2 separate regions of the Mus musculus genome follow, and region 2 is linked to region 1. The links are chromatin contacts, called in public Hi-C maps. All regions are on one chromosome and are shown on one strand. The core of a region is the stretch at or near the end of the contact, and the rest is flanking DNA. Distances in the headings are between cores, read along the strand shown.

What was found. A called contact is a pair of places that touch in the nucleus more often than the background predicts.
Region 2: a Hi-C map of cerebral cortex shows a contact between it and region 1, with 4 times the contacts expected there. The contact joins two enhancer-like sites. A contact is called at or near these places in 3 of 484 Hi-C or Micro-C datasets (cerebral cortex, embryonic stem cells and liver), 5 of 115 datasets of contacts at active chromatin or transcription factors (craniofacial prominence, embryonic basal ganglia, embryonic forebrain and 2 more) and 1 of 9 other capture datasets (pancreatic islet).

The regions. Positions count from the first base shown.
Region 1 is chr17:68,880,621-68,883,340 of GRCm38.p6, reverse strand. No RefSeq gene overlaps it. Among named protein-coding and RNA genes, the nearest start is that of Gm36392, 7.7 kb to the right of the region's middle. Within about 2 kb of position 1,255, at least 28 of the 459 cell types and tissues checked have an H3K27ac peak or open chromatin away from gene starts, as enhancers often do. A contact at or near this core is called in cerebral cortex, where this site is marked.
Region 2 is chr17:69,126,257-69,128,956 of GRCm38.p6, reverse strand. It overlaps a transcript of Epb41l3 not described here. Among named protein-coding and RNA genes, the nearest start is that of Epb41l3, 32 kb to the left of the region's middle. Within about 2 kb of position 1,291, at least 22 of the 459 cell types and tissues checked have an H3K27ac peak or open chromatin away from gene starts, as enhancers often do. A contact at or near this core is called in cerebral cortex, where this site is marked.

The DNA.
Region 1 (2,720 bases), core at 6-2,505:
TGTCAGGTCACAGCTGTTCTCCATGTGGAATGTAGCAGTGAGAGAAATATACTGGCTCATGTGTGCAATTAGCACACCCAAACTCTACCTGCATTTCTGTATTTAAGGATGGTCAGCGATGGCATCTGTCAGGAAAGAACTTAACTGTGTAAACCGAACCCATGTGCTTCTTATCCAGAAATCCTTCCACTGGAACATGGAGGGCTCCGCTGTACTATAGGATGAATAATATAGGTGTTTTATGGGGGGGGGGGAGGATAATGTTTTGTTGCTATGGTGCCAAGCTGTCCTTCCACAAGCGTGTGTTGAAACCTTTACTCCCAGTGCAGCAGTGTAGAGAGGTGGGAACTAACCGGATGGCATTAAGCCTCAGGGTCTACCTTAGGTATATGCATATATACTACTTATTACTTACATAAGTGGTGGCTGTTTAAAAAGGAGGTTTATAAAATTTGCTTTTAGGTACTTTTGGAAACACCCTTTATGAAAAAAAAAAGTTCCATATAGAAGGAGGGTAGCTGTTAGCTTTTTGTAATTCAAAAAAAAAAAAAAAAAATCAAAGATTCAAGCCAGCATGAACCAAACTGTGAGTTTGAAGGATAGCTAATTGCTTACATGCTGTGTAATGGGATTAATTTGTTAAATTGTTGTTGTTGTTGTTTTTCCAGAATTGAAGTGTCATCTTGGTGTGGGGAAAGGACTAGGAGGAGAGGAGGAAGGGAAAACTGCCGTTGGGATGTAAGTAAACAAATAAATATATTAATTTTTTTAAAGTGTGTAAGTATAAATTGGGGGGGGGGGCTATCTGTAAGTCTCAATCCCCCTCTAGAAAAATCAATACCAATGTGGAGAATTGCCACGAAGATTATATGAGGCAATGTATGTAAAACAGCCAACATGGTGATTGTGTTCACAGAAGGGCTCAGTGCAGTGTCAATGTTAATGAGGGATTGAGTATGTCAGATCCATGATGCCATTCCCGCAGAGGGCTGCTTGGGAACTGCCATTGGCCAGGCCATGAGACTGAAGGCAAGCAGTGCCTCTGTAATTTCAGCTTTTCCTAGCTGGCCGTGGTTGCTGTTCTGTTAATCTGAAATTTCAGTATGTGCTGAACAGAGGAGACCTATGTGACCAGCTCCCCACAACTTTTTCCTATGAAGAGCCTTAGACTTTGTGAAGGGTTTCACTGGGCAGAAGCAGTGTTCTTGTTCATGGAGACCGGGATATGCTCAAGGGTGGCCTCTGGTGAGAGAGAAAGCAGAGGAACACTGAAAGACAGATCCTCTGGCTCCAGCCGCCGCCGCCATCATCTTCTGTGTTGTGCTGTGCCCTTTCCACGCGGCTGAACGCAATCAAAATCCTCAAACGCAGCAGCAACCTTAGGATCCCTCATCATACTCCACGTTTAGTGACGTTTATCATAATGTTCATTCAATGAGTAGTTCCCAAACGTGGCTGTTATCAGAACGTCCTAGGAAACGAGTCGCACAGGTATCCCTCCACCTGCTCCACCTAGCGGCGGCACAATTATAAAAGGGTCCTACTTTGAACTGTCAGCGCTCTCTTAAATGTTATTTGTTTCTTGTTTGTTTTTCTGTGTGCCTGACTGTGCCCCGTGGGTTGGGAGGTCAGAGGACAATGCTCAGGAACCAGTTCTCTGCCACTTTGTGGGAGTCCAGGTGGGAACTCAGGCTGGAAGGGGTAGCTTACAAGTGCCTGGACCAGCTGAGCCCTCTCTGCAGCCCAGATCTCGGTGTTCTTTAGTTCTGACATTTCTAGTTGATTCATTTAAAACGTTTTTACTATGTTTAGATTTATCAGTTACTATGTATCTATTAATCAGTTAATATGCCTTTCTGGAAGTTCTCTTTCAAGTCATATTGCCTCATTTTTTTTCTTCTTCTTCTTCTCCTCTGGATCCCTTGGGATCCTTTTAACACTATAGTTTTAGATTTACAGAAAACTTGCAAGAACAACATGGAAAGATCTGCCCATGCTTGTTCTGATTCCTGTTAACATCTAGCCTGACCCTTGGACAGTGACCAGAAGGAGGGGTGAATACCTCCATGTTCCTAGTCACCAAACAATAGCTGTTTGTCTGCACTTAAGATTTTCCCAGCTTTTTGTTGTCTTTGTTCCAGGATCCAATCTAAGATCCCATCTTGTGTTTAGTTGTCTTGTCTCTGTCTCCAGTGCATAGCAGAACCTTGGTAGTTTCCTGTTTCTCCAGACTTCTATTGAGTGCTGTTGTTTTGTTTTGTTCTGTTTTGTTTTGTTTGTTTGTTTGTTTGTTTGTTTTTGGTAGATTATCTCTTGAGTTTGGCTTTGTCTGCTGTTTTCTTGTGAAGAGATTTGGGTAATACATTACCAACAGACACTACAGAAGTATAGTAATGGGGCCTATAATGGGGTGGCCCTTCATGTTATTGGCATTAGTCTTGGTTACTTATTGGTGACTTCTGAAGCTCTCCACTCTCAAGCTACACAATTTTCTTTGAAGTTAATTATTTTCCTGAGGAGATCTGCTGGGAGTCTGAAGATGCCCAGCTTTAAGATTTTAAGATATGCGGTTGGGTCTCTTCTGTGATAGTCTAAAGGACAATTTTCTATCTGCTCTTACTCCTTTTACATTTAATTTTAACCCCCACTGAATACTAATACTTGCTTTTAAACATTTGGATTCTTACTCTGGTATTTACAATTTCAGCCAAACACTCTAG
Region 2 (2,700 bases), core at 42-2,541, 250 kb before region 1:
TTCTAAAGAATGTTCACAAACCCTTCTGGCCCAAATGCTTAGCTTTTGCAAATTAATCTTAATCCAAATAAGACAGCTTGAGTTAGAAGGACATTCCTTATTGGTTTGGAAGAGACTGATGGTTAGTCTCCCTCTCCAGGTGAGGCAACAGCTACCGACCACTTAAGGATACACCCTTCAGTTTATCAGTGAGAAATACCTCTGCCCTTCCTCCTTTTTCAAAGAGAGAGAGAGAGAGAGAGAGAGAGAGAGAGAGAGAGAGAGAACTGCAGGGGAGGGGTTGGGTTTCTATGTATTCACTGCCCCCTGGCCCTCAGGATGAGGCATGTAATAAAGATGGAAACTCTTGAGACATTAAGAGCCCCTTGTGAAATGCATGAAAAGATTAAAGCTCTCACCGAGAGAAGTTCCTGAGTTTCTGCTGCTTCTCTCTGGTCACCAGTCACTCACAGTCCCAGGCACTGCTAGCATCTACTATTTGAAGGATCACATAAAGAGCAATACACCCCCAGGCAACTCGGGCATGAGGCTCTCTCTCCTGAAATAGCTGAGTTAGGTTTAAAAGCAGCCGCATCGTTTGATTGTTGGGGAATTAACAACCATGCATCAGTGAAGTTGGGTTACCAGTTGTTTTTACAATTACTTACAAAGTAAACTTAAATTCCATCGCCCTATTCTTCTGTTTAATTCTTGGCATGGAATAAAATGAATCACAACTTGTGAGCTGAGAGATGACGCCCGAGTAGAAAACACTCTTGTCTTTGGAGAGAGTTCAAACTTCTCTTAACTACTTCCTAAACTGTAAGTTGCCATCACAACTAGAAAATCGTTTCCAGACTGCTCAAACATGTTTTGCCAGCACAGAGAATTCCTAACAAATGGGTCAGACTGCTGTGTACAAGAGAAGACAAAAAGCTCAGGTAAGGTGACATTGTGGCTATGTCCTGTGCCCTCTCGGCACCCACATTTCCCTGCTCAAACTAACAAGCACAGTTTTCAAATGAGAGGACTGGTACCAGAGCAAAGTCACAAGCGAGCAAACATGTTAAGAGTATTATGGAATTAAGAATAATATCCCTGTTTCCCTTGTAGAATCCATGTGCCAATTTGCTTAATGGCTTATCGTATTCAGACTCTAATTCCAATTATAATTCCCCACCACCATCACGCTGCAAAGGTATACATCCAGGTTGGCAATAGAGAAAATTTACCTCCAAGTCCTAAGAGAGACTTTGAGCACAGATACAGACAGATGAATGAAGGCATACTGCACTGCAGCAATCTCAGCAAGACCGTGCAGCTCCACTCCTCCAGGAATACTCCCAGGGAAGCCCAGAGAGCTCCAGGCAGTAAAGGCAAAGCTTTACCGCCCCTGCGAAATTCTCCTCTGGAAGGCAATCTCAAAGATCAAGCCAGGAGCCAGGAGCCATTAGTAACTGCGTAGCATTTTGGAATGTCCTTGGGATGCTGCTTCTGCTTCTGCCCCAGGTTCCCAGTGTGGTGGCTCCGCATGACTGTGCAGTGTTCTCCAGAATGCTGTGGAAGGAGAGTCTAGGAGAGACACAGAATCCCCGAAGTATCTACGTCTCCCTGTGAGCCTGGTTTCCGGGCAGCAATGTGGAAGCTGCCGTTTGGTAGCAGCTTTCCAGCTTTCTTGGATATAATTTCAAAATTGTTTCATTCCCCAATTGTCATATTAGTTCACGCATCAAAAATCTACAGGCAGGCTGTTAAGATCACAGAGCAATTATAACGAATCTCACTCTTTTTTTCTTTTTTTTTAATCTCTTCCTTTCAATTTGTTTCCTTTCTTATTCCCCAAGTAGGTCTGACTCTATATAACTTACTTTAGTTCTAAAATATAATACTAGTAGAAATACACTGCTCACAACAAACAACCAAGTCTCTCCTCTAAGTAGATGGGGCAAATCTCCAATGGAATCAATCCACTGATGGGGAGGGGTAGAGCTCATCCAGCAAGGAAGAAGCAAGCTTTTTCAGCGATCTAGGATGCTCTATGAAGAAATGCAAAGTACCATTTGCAAACACTAATTTATTTTTAAGTCAACCCTATAAACATTATATTATCATTCCATTGTTCACCGATGAAGAAAATATCTCCAAGAAGTCAAGCCCAACAGATTCCAACAAACCATCAAGAAACACATAACTCTGCTACAAAACAATGAAGATTGCGAATAGACATGTCATGCCTGGAAGAAGATGAGCCCGTGAGTGACAAGAGTTCTTCACCATCATTCAACAGAAAAAAAAAATCAATTCAAGCTGCAACAGGGGGCAATTGCATCAAATAATACAAATTAAAGTTCTTACTCACATACGTCAATTAAACACCAAAGAACTGTAAGATTTCCAAGTCTTGGGAGAAACACAGACCCACACTCTAATGATGACCTAATTAAGGCAGCAAGACAAAGCTGGACATTTAAACACCCTGTGGTCCAGCAGCTCTACTTGATTCAAGGCAACTTCTCAGACCTGTGCATCAGGAACCACCGTTCTAATCAACAATGCCAGAACAGCTCTCACCTCAATAACACAATCCTCAAAATACCAGCCAAAAAGATGGGGTGTGAATATCCAATGACCGTTCCATACAACATTATTAAACATAAGAGCAAATGCGCTTTCTACACATACCACAACACAGGTACAATTTCACACCAGAAAGTATGCAAT